Linked DNA regions of Macaca mulatta: region 1 is linked to region 2. The links are chromatin contacts, called in public Hi-C maps. All regions are on one chromosome and are shown on one strand. Each heading gives the region's core, a stretch centred on a gene start, on an enhancer-like site or on the middle of the called end of the contact. The rest is flanking DNA. Distances are from core to core; before and after follow the strand shown. Region 1 overlaps GRAMD1B (GRAM domain containing 1B). Region 2 overlaps CLMP (CXADR like membrane protein).

What was found. A called contact is a pair of places that touch in the nucleus more often than the background predicts.
Region 1: a Hi-C map of fetal cortical plate shows a contact between it and region 2, with 2.6 times the contacts expected there. The contact joins two enhancer-like sites. A contact is called at or near these places in 3 of 14 Hi-C or Micro-C datasets (cortical neurons, fetal cortex germinal zone and fetal cortical plate).

The regions. Positions count from the first base shown.
Region 1 is chr14:124,084,617-124,089,195 of T2T-MMU8v2.0, reverse strand. All of the region lies in intron 2 of GRAMD1B (GRAM domain containing 1B), which reads right to left. Among named protein-coding and RNA genes, the nearest start is that of GRAMD1B, 120 kb to the right of the region's middle. Within about 2 kb of position 2,670, at least 6 of the 40 cell types and tissues checked have an H3K27ac peak or open chromatin away from gene starts, as enhancers often do. A contact at or near this core is called in fetal cortical plate, where this site is marked.
Region 2 is chr14:123,705,102-123,709,418 of T2T-MMU8v2.0, reverse strand. The region is part of intron 1 of CLMP (CXADR like membrane protein); the gene reads left to right. Among named protein-coding and RNA genes, the nearest start is that of HSPA8, 41 kb to the right of the region's middle. Within about 2 kb of position 2,023, at least 12 of the 40 cell types and tissues checked have an H3K27ac peak or open chromatin away from gene starts, as enhancers often do. A contact at or near this core is called in fetal cortical plate, where this site is marked.

The DNA.
Region 1 (4,579 bases), core at 1,421-3,920, 380 kb before region 2:
ATAGGCCCACAAAGCCCACAGTGCTCACCATCTGGCCCTGTACAGAGAAAGTGGGCCAACCCCTGCTTTACATAGGTTCTATTAATAATAAATCCTTATTACCAGAAAGTTGGCCAACCTCTGCTTTACATAGGTTCTACTAATAATAAATCCCTATTACCATAAATGTCACTATAACCAAGGCTACCACATACCCATCATTTTCTCCTTGTTCTGGTGGATCATCTGCTGCACTAAGGTGCACTGGTCTCTACAGAGGATATTCCTTAGCCTAGATGCCCAGCAGAACGCAAACTGGACAATCTTGCAGAGCAAGTGCTTGCTCCAGTGTCTGTACACTCTCAGCCAAAGCACGAGTTCTGTGGTTACAGTTACCACATGCTCTTATGTTCCATTCTTCCAGCAAGAAGTAAATGACCTGAAAAGCAATTTACATCCAGCTTTCAAACACAGACACAAGAAACCATACACGTTACCACACACACCAGAAACCAGAACAGCGCCGTACACAAAGCCTCCAGCTGCTCGGCAGAACTCACTGTGTAGGGAATCCTTTGCTCTTTCCTTTCCGTGCAGCACGTTTTTACGGCTTGTTCACGATGCAGTGGCTGCTCATCATTTTCACTTTGCCAGCTCGGATGGACTTGCCTATTACGAACTCCTCATAACCAAATTCTCTACAATGTTGTTAACTCATGAGATGTCTTACTTGGAACTGGCCTGTTATATGCATCAAGCATCCTCTTATATACAACCTGGGACAAGTGTCACTCCACAGTAGGCAGCACACAGATGACTGTAACTCAAATTCCAAAGCCCACACAGCTCCAGAGGCAGGGTCTACACAGCAGGAGAACACACCACTTACAACAGTCAACGGGGCTCAACCAAGCCAACCACAATCAGCATTGCAGCCTCCTCAAAGCAGAGGTCACACTTGACCCTGCTGAGCCAGGATGAGCTGGTTCTTCTTAGTCCCCCCATCCTCCCCCTGGCAATCAAAATTTTAAACCAATAAAGGGGGCTAGACTCAAGGCCATGTACCAGGATTTCAGAAAAATAATTCTAAGCTGATATTTGCAAGTTAAGCCACTAGATGGCACTGTTGACTTCCAAACCAGAACAACAACAAAGAAAACCAACCAGGAGCCTCAGGAACCAGAACCAGGGACCGCCTCCTTTCTGGCGCCCCACTCTGGCCTTCCTTCCCATAGCTTAGAAAACAGTTCAGATGGCAGAGAAGAAAGCAACAATGGGTCACCTTCAAACTGTGCACTGGTTTCAAATAAATATCAAACTACGTGCATCCAACAAGATTCATATCACGCTATGTGTACAAGAAGCATCATCAAGACAATGGTTAAGAGACTACAACACGGAACCCGGCGGGTTGGCTCATGCCTGTAATCCCAGCACTTGGGGAGGCTGAGACCGGATGATCGCTCAAACCCAGGAGTTCCTAATCAGCCTGGGCAACATGGTGAGACCGCCATCTCTATAAAAAAAAAAATTAGCCAGGCATGATAGTGTACACCTGTAGTCCCAGCTACTTGGAAGACTGTGGTGGGAGGAAGGAAGGAAAAAGAAAAACAGAAAAGGCCAGGAGTTCCTAATCAGCCTGGGCAACACGGTGAGACCCCCATCTCTATAAAAAAAAAATTAGCCAGGCATGATGGTGTACACCTGTAGTCCCAGCTACTTGGAAGACTGTGGTGAGAGGAAGAAAGGAAAAAGAAAGAAAAAGAGGACCGAGCGCGGTGGCTCACGCCTGTAATCCCAGCACTTTGGGAGGCCAAGGCAGGCGGATCACGAGGTCAGGAGATCGAGACCATCCTGGCTAACAGGGTGAAACCCCATCTCTACTAAAAATACAAAAAATTAGCTGGGCACGGTGGTGGGCACCTGTAGTCCCAGCTACTTGGGAGGCTGAGGCAGGAGAATGGTGTGAACTTGGGAGGCAGAGCTTGCAGTGAGCTGAGATCACGCCACTGTACTCCAGCCCGGGAGACAGAGCGAGACTCCGTCTCAAAAAAAAAAAAAAAAAAAAAAAGAGAAAAAGAGAAGAGGCCAGGAGTTCCTAATCAGCCTGGGCAACATGGTGAGACCCCATCTCTAAAAAAAAAAAAATTAGCCAGGCATGATGGTGTACACCTGTAGTCCCAGTTACTTGGAAGACTGTGGTGGGAGGAAGGAAGGAAAAAGAAAGAAAAAGAGAAGAGGCCGGGTGTGGTGGCTCACGCCTGTAATCCCAGAACTTTGGGAGGCTGAGGCAGGTGGATCACCTGAGGTCAGGAGTTCGAGACCAGCCTGGCCAACACGGTGAAACCTCGCCTCTACTAAAAAAAAAAAAAAAAAGAAAAAAATTAGCCAGGCTTGGTGGCGAGCACCTGTAATCCCAGCTACTTGGGAGACTGAGGCAGGAGAATCACTTGAACCAGAGAGGCAGAGGTTGCAGTGAGCCGAGATCGTGCCTGGGCGATGCAGTGAGACTCCGTCTCAAAAAAAAAAAAAAAAAAAAGAAGAAGAGAAGAGAAGGGAGGGGAAAGGGAAGGAAAGAGAAAGGGAAAGGATAGGAAGGGAGAAGGAAGGGAAGGGAGGGGAGGGAGAGGAAAGGAAGGGAGACGGGAGGGAGGGGAAGGGGAGGCCACTAACAGATGAAACTGTCTTTTGGAAACCGTGAAAAAGAAACTCTAAACTAGGATTTGGAATGACTTTGCCTTGGCATCGATGACTGAAAGATGCCTTAACTCTGCAAAGAAGGGAATTTGTATAAGCAACTGTTTGCCATTCACTCAAGACAGCTAGTCCAGTGACAATTCCATTTACCGCTTACAATTTCAATTTCCATTTCCATTTACCATTTACCACTCTCATGTACCCAGCACTGTGCGAGGGGAGGGGAGGGGAGGGGAGGGGAGGGGAGGGGAGGAAAGGGGAGAGGAAGGAAGGGAGAGCGGAGGGAGAGGGGAGGGGGAGGAGGAGGGAGGGGGGAGAGGAGGAGACGGGAGTCAAAGAAGAGGGAAAGAAAAAGAGAAAGAAAGAGAAAGAAGGAGGAAAGAAAAAGAAATGTGAAGTATGGAAAAGAGCATCTGTCACATTTTAACTGCTATATAAATGCTAGGTGCTATTATTCTATATGCAAGGCATCATTTTGTGGGTTATAGGAAAAGAAAGACATGAATCAAACAAAGATCCTGCTCTCAAAGTGCTTAGAATCTGGAAAGTAAGATTCAACATAAATAACTATATTTAAAAGCACAAAAATGATAACTCTCAATAGTATGTATTAAGTGCTATGGGAACACAGAATGCAGAAATGTCATCTCCTTCTGGGACCAGTAAGAGAATTCTGTCTTAACAACAACAAGGTTTTTGTGCTGACACTGGATAGACTGAAGATATGCAGAAATGAGAAGAAAAGGCATTCCAGTTCAATTCCATTTACCACTCTCATGTACCCAGCACTGTGCTAGGAGACAGTGCTGTAAAGATGATCAGGACAAGGTCTCTTCAGCAAGGAGCTCCCCGTCTTAAGACATACAAATATTCACTGTGGACTGTAATGCAACAACAGCAGAAAAATGAATAAGGTGTAGCTGGCAGACACCTCTGTTGCAAAGCTGCAGGGAACACATCAGAGAAGTGAATATTGAGCTGGAGGGACTCTAGATAAATCCATGGTGGCAACAGGCATAGGGTACATACTGGATCTGTCCTCCTTCAGTACCCTCGGCAGAGGCCTGGTCCTCTCTTGTCCCATTATTGCAGCTTGTTTTTCAACAGTCTTAAAGAAGTTAAATGGGCCGGGTGCAGTGGCTCACGCCTGTAATCCCCGTACTTTTGGAGGCCAAGGCGGGTGAATCACCTGAGGTAAGGAGTTTGAGACCAGCCTGGCCAACATGTTGAAACCCTGTCTCTACTGAAAATACAAAAATCAGCCAGGTGTGATGGTGCACGCCTATAATCCCAGCTACTTGGGAAGCTGAGGCAGGAGAATTACTTGAACCTGAGAGATGGAGGTTGCAGTGAGCCAAAATTGTGCCACTGCCCTCCAGCCTAGATGACAGAGTGACTCCATCTCAAAAAAAAAAAAAAAAGAAGTTAAATGGATGCATTGATGCATTGACGCCAACCACTTCTCCACTCAATCCCATGAAATAATATTGTTGAGCAGAATTTCCAGAGATTCAGACACTGCCTCACCGTCTCACACACACCCTTTCAATTCTTCTCTTCTATGAGCCTTTTCCAATGATACAGGCCACCTGGACTCCAGGCAACTCACGCTCCTCCCTAAATAAATCTACCAATCTTCTGAGACCATGAATAAAGCAACCTCCATGCAGGGTGTTGATAAAGGAGTGCAGAATGCTACAAGGTCAAAAAGCACATCCCCCTCCACTCCAGATGAGTCAAAGCCTTAGTGGGACAAGCATCCAGTCTGGGTCCACTCTGGGATCCAGGAGGTTGAAAAGAACTTGGAGGAAGTCCAGCAGAGGGCACTCACAGATGAAATGACCGGTCTGTTGGAAACCCTGAAAAAGAAACTCTAAACTAGGATTTGGAATGTCTTTGCCTG
Region 2 (4,317 bases), core at 774-3,273:
TACTTGGGAGGCTGAGGCACCATAATCGCTGGAACCCGAGAGGCAGAGGTTGCAGTGAGCCAAGATTCCGCTACTATACTCCAGCCTAGGTGACAGAGCAAGACTGTCTCAAAACAAACACACACACACACACACACACACACACACACACACACGCAGTTACTCCTGCCCACCTCTTTGAAGGGGGTGTCTTAAGGTTCAGGAGAATCTTTAAGAAAATGTAAATACGGCCTGGCACAGTGGCTCATGCCTATAATCCCAGCACTTTGGGAGTCCAAGGCAGGTGGATCACCTGAGGTCAGGAGTTCCAGATGAACCTGACGAACATGGTGAAACCCTGTCTCTACTAAAAATACAAAATTAACCAGGTGTGGTGGCACATGCCTGTAATCCCAGTTATTCACAAGGCTGAGGCAGGAGAACCGCTTGAACCCAGGAGGCGGCAGTTGTGGTGAGCCAAGATCATGCCACTGCACTCCAACCTGGGCAACTGAGCGAGACTGCATCTCAAAATAAAAAAAGAAAAAGAAAGAAAGAGAGAGAAAGAGAGGGAGAGAGAAAGGAAGGAGGGAGGGAGGGAGGGAGGGAAGGAAGGAAGGAAGGAAAGAAGGAAGGAAGGAAGGAAGGAAGGAAGGAAGGAAGGAAGGAAGGAAGGAAGGAAGATGTAAATACCTTTTAGAGGATAAAACTTTAGTCTTAACTGACTGTAGGCAACAGTCATCTGAGAAAAAGTCCCTTCTAGCAGAGATGAGCAGGGGAAGAGAACTAACACTTTAGTGGGAGACTACTATGTGCTTTCACGGTGCTAGCTGCTTTCCTCAGTGTCTTCTTTAATTCCCATTTTGCAGATGGAAACATTAAGGCCCAGAAGGTAATTGTCTCAAGCTCCCAGAGGTCCTTTGATAAGTGCCTGAGGTGCATGCAAAAGCTCCCACTTAAGGAGCTGAGGCGGGCTGATCACCTGAGGTCAGGAGTTTGAAACCAGCCTGGTCAACACGGTGAAACCCTGTCTCTACTAAAAATACAAAAATTAGCCAGGCATAGTGGCGCACGCCTATAATCCCCGCTACTCAGGAGGCTGAGGCACAAGAATCAGTTGAACCTGGGAGGCAGAGGTTGCAGTGAGCCGAGATTGCGCGACTGCACTCTAGCCTGGGCAACAGAGTGAGACTCTGTCTTAAAAAAAAAAAAAAGAGAGAGAACCCAGGCCCCTCTCTGCTTAGGTGGGTTAAAAAAAGAAAAAAAAGGCCGGGCGCGGTGGCTCAAGCCTGTAATCCCAGCACTTTGGGAGGCCGAGACGGGCGGATTACGAGGCCAGGAGATCGAGACCATCCTGGCTAACACAGTGAAACCCCGTCTCTACTAAAAAAATACAAAAAACTAGCCGGGCGAGGTGGCGGGCGCCTGTAGTCCCAGCTACTCGGGAGGCTGAGGCAGGAGAATGACGTAAACCCGGGAGGCGGAGCTTGCAGTGAGCTGAGATCCGGCCACTGTACTCCAGCCCCGGCGACAGAGTGAGACTCCGTCTCAAAAAAAAAAAAAAAAAAGAAAAAAAAAAGTACAGAAGATCCTTTGGGCAATGTGAAAAAATGTAAAAGATTTAATGTGAAAAAGAAAGAAAGAAAGAAAGGAAAGAAAGGAAAGAAAGGAAGAAAGGAGGAAAGAAAGAAAGGAAGGAAGGAAGGAAGGAAGGAAGGAAGGAAGGAAGGAAGGAAGGAAGGAAGGAAGGAAGAAAGAAAGAAAGAAAGAAAGAAAGAAAGAAAGAAAGAAAGAAAGAAAGAAAGAAAGAAAGAAAGAAAGAAAGAAAGAAAGAAAAGGACAGAAGGAGAAGGACCTTAGAAATCTGTAGAAATCGCAGTGGCCTCCTGGAGTCTAACCAACTGAAGTTCAAGGAAGACTAGAAGTGTATGCGCCCCGATCTCGTGGCTCCCTGCCTTGATAAAGCCATTTGTATTCACCGAGGGGCTCCTCCCTGCACTGCTGTATTTAATTCTGGATATGGTATAAATAGGACTTGGCTGACTGTCAAAGCACACCCACCACAATGTTCCGGTCTTTTTGGGACATCAACCGAATCTGAGCCTTTGATTCCCTCTAGTGGCTTAAATTGGCAACTTTTGTAGCTGGCTTTTGGCATTTGTTATTGAATGTTTAAGTATCTATTGTATGCACTAAATTGGTGCTGGGTTCTCTAGCTCTGCCTGGAGTGTAGGGCACTGGTTTCATTTGAGCATTTTTGTGTCCAGTGGAAAGTGATCAGGGTTAAGCCAGAGCTCGTTCTTACAAAGCTCCTTCTTACAAAGCTTAGCTTAGTATAGTGCAAACCAGTGAATTTCCCAGCTGTTCTAAAGCTGCTTTATTGTAATTCTGGGAGGATGGGTTATTATATGGATTATTTCTGCCACTAAACGAGTTGTAGGACCTTGCGCTGTCTCTTTTACCCCTGGGTCTTAGTTTGTTCATTGGTAAAAATGAGCATGTGGGTTACACTCAAATAAATTCAACAAATATTAATTGAACACTTGCAGTGTGAGACCCTGGGCTGAGTACTATGGGAAGGCAGTAATGAATGGTACTTGATCTCAAGGAGCTTACAGGATAATGGGAGAACCAGATATCCTGGAAGCCACATAAAACTGGGCAGGAGGAGGCTGGGCATGGTAGCTCACACCTGTAATTCCAGCACTTTGGGAGGCTGAGGCTGTTGGATCACTTGAGGCCAAGAGTTCGAGACCAGCCTGACCAACATGGTGAAATCCTGTCTCTACTAAAAATACAAAAAAAAAAAAAAAAAAAAAAAGGCACGTTGGCACATGCCAGTAATCCTAGCTACTTGGGAGGCTAAGGCAGGAGAATCACTGGAACCTGGGAGGCAGAGGTTGCAGTGAGAGGAGATTGCGCCACTGCGCTCCAGCCTGGGTGACAGAGCAAGACTGTCTCAAAAAAACAAAAAAAAAAAAACAAAAAAAAACCTGGCTGGGCACGGTGGCCCTCGCCTGTAATCGCATCACTTTGGGAGGCTGAAGTGGGCAGATATCACAAGGTCAAGAGATTGAGACCATCTTGTCCAACATGGTAAAACCCTGTTTCTACTAAAAATACAAAAATTAGCTGCGTGTGATGGCTTGTGCCTGTAGTCCTAGTTACTTGGGAGGCTGAGGCAGGAGAATCGCTTGAACCAGGGAATCGGAGGCTGCACTGAGCCAAAATCGTGCCACTGCACTCCAGCCTGGCGACAGAGAGACACTCTGTCAAAAGAAAAGAAAAGAAAAGAAAAGAAAAAAAAACCTGGAAAGATAGCTCCAAGGGCCAATCTGAGGTTCTACAATAGTGGTGTTATTTGCAGGAATAACTAGGGAAGTTACATACCTTTTTTTTTTTTTTTAGAGACAGGGTCTTACTCTGTCACCCATGCTGGAGTGCAGTGGTGCAATCATGGCTCACTACAGCCTCGACTTTCCAAGCTCAGGTGATCCTCCTACCTCAGCCTTGCATATCTTATCACCTCTGGCGTAATGGCTGACAATGGCTTATGTCTGCGCCTAACCAGGATTTAGGCTCCTCTCCTTCCCAGCCTGATGGCCCTCCCATTAGCTTTGCAAAAGCGGTTGAGTTTTGGGCAAGGCCTATTATCATTTGAACCATAACCTAAATGTCTTCCAAAGTTATCTCGACCCAGTAGCCCGGGAATAATTAAGGGAAAGGGAAGATCCAGGGTGGGTTAGTTTAGCTTACTGTTATAATTTTCCCACTGATATAACACTTGCAAAGGCCATTTCAGATGCCTCTGAGGGCTCCTCCCCTGCAGGCTCAGCCCAAGCAGCCTTGCTGTAGAATGAAGCACAATCGCCCCTGCTCCATTCTTCCTCATCTCATTTCCCTGAAAGCAAGAATACCAGAAGCCCTTTTCCTTCCCACAAATTGGCTGCTGATCAATTTTGGTAAATAAACAGGGAATTAGAGAATTAGAAAATAAACAGAGAAGCCGATTTGGTGGCTCACGCCTGTAATCCCAGCACTCTGGGAGGCCGAGGCGGGTGGATCACCTGAGGTCAGAAGTTCGAGACCAGCCTGGCTAACATGGTGAAGCTCCGTCTCTACTAAAAATACAAAAAAAAAATCAGCCGGTGTGGCACACGTCTATAATCCCAGCTACTCCAGAGACTGAGACAGGAGAATCCCTTGAACCCGGGAGGCAGAGGTTGCAGTGAGCTGAGATCATGCCACTGAATTCCAGCCTGGGTGACAGAGCGAGACTCCATTTCAAAAGAAAAGAAAAAGGCTATTTCATATTTTGAAACCATCTGACAGAAAGCT